Regions from separate parts of the Sus scrofa genome. Here region 2 is linked to region 1. A link is a contact called in public HiChIP or PLAC-seq data. All regions are on one chromosome and are shown on one strand. The core of a region is the stretch at or near the end of the contact, and the rest is flanking DNA. Distances in the headings are between cores, read along the strand shown. Region 1 holds the start of YPEL2 (protein yippee-like 2). Region 2 has its middle 95 kb from the start of DHX40.

What was found. HiChIP or PLAC-seq counts read pairs in DNA pulled down with a chosen protein or histone mark.
Region 2: an H3K27ac HiChIP or PLAC-seq map of skeletal muscle shows a contact between it and region 1. The contact joins the enhancer-like site here to the promoter of YPEL2 in region 1. A contact is called at or near these places in 4 of 5 promoter capture datasets (fetal liver, liver and skeletal muscle), 14 of 47 Hi-C or Micro-C datasets (alveolar macrophages, embryonic fibroblasts, epiblast stem cells and 8 more) and 2 of 2 datasets of contacts at active chromatin or transcription factors (alveolar macrophages and skeletal muscle).

The regions. Positions count from the first base shown.
Region 1 is chr12:35,571,792-35,574,449 of Sscrofa11.1, forward strand. It overlaps YPEL2 (protein yippee-like 2), which reads left to right and starts at 1,357. Exons shown (of 5, transcript XM_003131686.6): 1 at 1,357-1,837.
Region 2 is chr12:35,684,745-35,687,402 of Sscrofa11.1, forward strand. No RefSeq gene overlaps it. Among named protein-coding and RNA genes, the nearest start is that of DHX40, 95 kb to the right of the region's middle. Within about 2 kb of position 1,342, at least 13 of the 83 cell types and tissues checked have an H3K27ac peak or open chromatin away from gene starts, as enhancers often do. A contact at or near this core is called in alveolar macrophages, retroperitoneal adipose tissue and skeletal muscle, where this site is marked.

The DNA.
Region 1 (2,658 bases), core at 107-2,606:
ACATCCACTGATGGGAAGAGGTGATCTGGCAACACCAATATTCACTAGGAGAATATAGCCTGAAATGTTGTAACAAGTTTGACTTCCTGGCCCTGCTTAGATTTTAGAGGGGGAAGGGACTTTAGAGATGATCCTATTTCAATCTTTGTTTTAAACAGTGGAAACTAAGGCCTAGAGAGATAAAGAAATATGCCCACATGGCAGATCAGGGCAGAAATCAAGCTCTGGATCACCTAAAGAATCTACCACCTCTAAAGATTAATTATTAAACCTTTCTTGGTCATGAATTTTTCTTATCTGAAAAGCATTTTTTTTTCTGTTTTAGATTTTCCAAGTTTGTTGCTTGTGAACAGTGACCTGTTCCTGCTTACAGAGAACTGCAGATTTGATGGGGTTTTTTTTGTTTGTTTGTTTTTTACTAACATTAGGACTGGATTCATATCAAACCATGCAATATGTATTAACTGAATACAATCTGAACACAAAGTATATTAACTGAATCACATCTATTTTAAAGACAGCTGGGTGGAGTTCCGGTACCTGGGTACCTGGTTTGAGGCATCTGGGGACCTACCCCAGTGCCATTCTCCCTTTATGAGCAAACCAGTGTGTAGAAGGAGATTGAAGTCAGCAGCACCTCCGGAAACATCTCACATTCTGACAGCAACTCAATAAAACATGGGGCTTCCTACTGCTTTCTGAGGGACTGCAGAACCACAGTGGGCAGCTGAAAAGGCTGGGCTGCTCTCTGCCCCTGATCCCTGACAGCATTCTTTCCGAAATTGACCTGTTTTCTTGCTGGGAGACTGTCCCACCCCACCCACCTGGTGCCTCCCTAGATTTCCTGACTGCCCTGGGCTGTTTTTTAACCTTCTCTTCCTTGAAAAGCACCACTCCACTGACCCAGAACGTGGGTGCCTCCCCTGTGGTCACTGACCATCCTATTCTCCTGGGCGAATCATTTCTCTCCAAAAGCATCGGGAAATCGCCAGCAATTGGGGGCTAGTTGCCTTATAAGTCCCCCGAATGTGTCTTTCCCACTTTTAATTAGCTACATTTAAGCAGAGCAGAGAGAAAAGGGGGAAATGCCTCGCTTTTGAGTAGGGCCTGGCTAGGGTCCTGTCGGGCTGTCACCATCTTTATTAAACTCAACTCCTGCGGGTCCCGAGAGCCTTTTCAGGTAACTTAGACTCTGAGTTAGGGATGGCTAAGGCGTGAGCCGGGAGTTACTCTCTTGGCCGCCCCAAGTAGGAGAAGCACTGTAAAGCCTCTCCTCTCCCTTCCCCGGGTTCTGAAAATCCCAGCCTTGACCTGGGGACAAACTCCAAACTCAAATAAACGGTCTCCTCCTGGGCGCCGAGAGAGCCTACCCAACCACATCACCCTTTCTCCCTGTTGCGCCGGCCAGCTGCCCTGCTTGGACAGGCTCCACTGGCTGAGCCTCAGCGGGCCAGACTGGGCACCCGCCGCACTCCCCGCACCCAAGCCCGGCCGGGCCCGAGGGGTGGGGGTGTGGGGGGTGGGAGGTAGGGGAAGCAGGGGGCGGAGTTCCGTCCTTCGCTGATTGGCTCAGGGCGGATGGGCTGCGGCCGGGCCGAGCCAACCCGCGACGTGTTGCTATGTGCTGAGCCGAGGGGATAGGCGCGGGGGTGCGTCCGTCACCGGGCAGCCCCCGGCCCCAACCCGGAGGGATGCGGAGTGGCGGCGGCGGCAGTGGCGGAGACTGTGGCTTTAAGAGCGCGCCCAGAGCCCGGGATCCGGCCGGGCGGTCCTTCGCTGCTGCGCACCCCCGCGGAGCCGAGCTCAGCGCTGGCCGGACGGGGCTGCCTGCTGCCGGGTAAGCAGATGCGAGCGCTGCGCGGGCCGGGCGTGCGTGGGCGTGGGACGCGCTGTCAGTTCGGGCGCCCGGCCCCGGGCACTGGGCTCAGGTCCCGTGGCTCCTGCGGCCCGGCTTCTCCAGAGCGCGCGGCGCCCTCTGCCCCTCGCAGCCGAGGCGGGGTCTGGCTGGGGGGGGGGTCTCCCCGGGGGGCCGCGGGCTCAGGGGGCGGGGAGCAGGCCGCCGGGGCCACGTGACCGGTTTGTTTACAAACACTGCGGAGCTCAGGCGGCGGCCCGCGGCGGGAGCCCAGGTGGCCCGGGTTCCCCGGTCGGGGCTGAGGACCTGTGTGGCGAGCCAGGCTAGTCTGGGGCGCGCGGCTAGGCGGCGAGGGTAGGGTGGAGGGAACCTGGAGACTCAGTTGCTGCTGCTTCCTTAGCGTAGTTCCCGTAGTTCAAACTCCGTGGGGGGCAGGGTAGGGACTACGGGCGTTTTCTGTCTCCGAGGACGCTAAGTCTCCGCAGGAGACACTGGATCTGGGGGCGCCGCCCTCAGTGCCCCCGCCTTCGGGGGACTGGCCGCCCTCGAAACTCCCAGGAGCGCTTGGCCAGCTCCGGGCCGAGGTAACCGCAGCCGAGTTCCTGCCTGGCCGCTTCCCGGCGCCTCCCCAGTGCCCTTGCCAAGGGGGTGGGCGCGAGTGCTCTCCTGCCCGCCGGAATGTAGGGGCCTCTCCAGCGAGTACCTCCCAGGAACTGGTGCTGAGGGGCAGCCCCAACCTCTCACTGCTTCAAGTTCATCCTCCTTGGCCACTGACCTCTCTGGGTGCCTTTATCCAAGTGGTG
Region 2 (2,658 bases), core at 92-2,591, 110 kb after region 1:
TCCTAAGGAGAAACCAGGACCCTGCCCCAAGGCTGTTCTGTTTCTAGACTGTTCCTCACTAGGCTCTGTAGCCCCTCCCTTCCCTAATTAGCTACTGTTTGAACATGTCCTTTGAAACTCAGGGAAGGTCGTGGAAGCTGAGGCTTATTCCCCAAAAGCAGAAAATAGGGGACACAGAAAGGCTTGTATGCCTAGGAGCCCCACAGGTCCGGCTTCAGTTTAACAGCATTTGTGGTTTTGTGATCAGTTTTTTCAGTTAGGATAATGTCTTCAAGCTTCATCCATGTTGTAGCTTTATCAGAATGTCCTTCCTTTTCAAGGCTAAATAATATTCCATTATCTGTATATATTTTATTTTGTTTACCATTTGTCCATCAGTGGACATTTGGGTCTCTTCCATGTCTTAGCTGTTGTGAATAATGATGCTATGAACATGGGTATAGAGTCATTCTTTTTTCCCTTTCTTTTTCTTTTTTTTTTTTTTTTCTTTTTAGGGCCACACCCATGGCATATGGAAGTTCCCAGGCTAGGGGTCGAAACCAAGCTATAGTCGCCAGTTTATGCCACAGCGACAGCAATGCCAGATCTGAGCTGCATCTACAACCTACACCACACTCAAAGCAACATTGGATCTTTAACCCACTGAGCGAGGCCAGGGATCTAACCTGAATCCTCACAGACACCATGTCAGATTCTTAACCTGCTGAGCCATAGGGGGAGCTCCTAAATGAATTTTCTTTAATATGTCAGGTCTCTTGTTGACTCCTCATTAAGAAGAGGGAATTTGCTGTTGTTTGGAGCGAAATGTCTGTTCCATTTAGCGTCTTTGTCTGGGAGCAATGGCCTCTTGAATATAAACTGAGAGCCAGAGCCAAGACATTCATTTGTAAAGCTCAAGTATTGATTTGGTGATGCCATTCTCTTCCCTGATGCTATTCCTATCCACTCAAATTATCTCTGTGAATACAGGAACCATTTTTCCCCGGGTGTGCTGGGCAGCTGGTGACAAGCTCCTGGCTGATAGGCTCTGACAGAGATGAACAGTCAGCTGCTCCTGGGCAATCCGGCCTTCCCTGCCAGAGTGTTGCTGGGCAGAGAGGAATTTGTAGCTCTGAAGCCAAAGGGCAGCACCCACCAGGACAGCCTCAGGGCCCCATCCTGATCTCAGTGACCTGCCATAGAGCTCAGATGAGAGACTGAGTCCTTGAGCTTATGATGGAATTCTAAGGACTTATTTAAAGGGTATTATCTCCTCATTATGATCATATTTCTCTACTGGACTCTCCAGTTTACTTGTGGCGCTTTAGAAAGCTGTGGGAGGGTCGGGTCTCCTTGTGTGCTTTCCCACAGGCATCCACTGGGGGCGCTCTCACACGCTCCATTTTATTCTCACCGTTTCACCTCTAGCACAACTCTGGTTTTCAGATACCTTTGTGATGAGGATCGGATTACAATCATACCAGCTTATTTGGAAAGTAAACCCTGAAACTCTGCATTTCATCTTCTGTGCAACCGCGTTTGCTTGGCAAACTAAATCTAGACAGACAGAGGAACCACGAAGTTCCCCATTTTCATGTTAATTCCTGCCCTTCAAGGATGATTAACTTTATCTAGAAACTGAAAACACATTTGGGCTAATCGTTTATGAGATCTGATTAAGAGCTTTGCAGAGATTTGCACCACTTTAGAAAGGCTCTAGCAACTGAGGAGGGCACGCATGTAAGGAATTTCCTTTTTTAAAGAAGAGCCAGAGTCACAGCCAACTACACAAGAAAGGGTGAAGAACTGCCTCCCCCCATTTAAAAAAAAAAAATTTTATTGAGAAGTAGGTTGATTTACAGTGTTGTGTTGAGGATCTGACTTTTTGAATCCAAAGAAAAAAAAATGTTTGCATATTGGTGAGCACATTTGAAGAATGCCCATGATTAATCCAAAATATGTAGCATGAGATGTGGTTATATGTGTGTGCAGCCACTGCAGTGTGTGACATGCTAGAGGGAACCAATGAAAGTCTGGAGACATGCATAAGATAATAAAGTATCTGTAAGCCACTGCCTGGAATTTACAGTTTACCCCTCATCTGTCCACTAGAAAGGGCTTTCCCTGTCTTTTCCCTCTTCATTCACATATACTTATCAATATCTCGCCACTCATAGGAAGATTGTCTGGGCTGAACCCTCTTAACTGTAATCCTTTTTTTTTTTTTTTTTTCTTTTTCTTTTTCTTTTCTTTTTTTTTTTGGCTTTTTAGGGCTGAACCCACAGCATATGGAAGTTCCCAGGCTAGGGGTCAAATTGGAGCTGCAGCCACTGACCTACGCCACAGCCACAGCAACACCAGATCTGAGTCCTGTCTGCGACCCACACCACAGCTCACGGCAACGCCAGATCCTTAACCCGCTGAGTGAGGCCAGGGATCGAAACTGCGTCCTCATGGATGCTAGTCGGATTCATTTCTGCTGAGCCACAATGGGAAATCCTGTAATCATTCTTTTATACCCTCTCAAGATGTGTGTTGTATGTGGAAGTTCCTGGTCCAGGGATCAAACTCAAGCTGCTGTAGTGACAGCACTAGATCCTTAATCTTCTGCACCACAAGGGAACTCCAATAATGCATTTCTTTTTTGGGGGGGGGGACACACCCAGGGCATATGGAGTT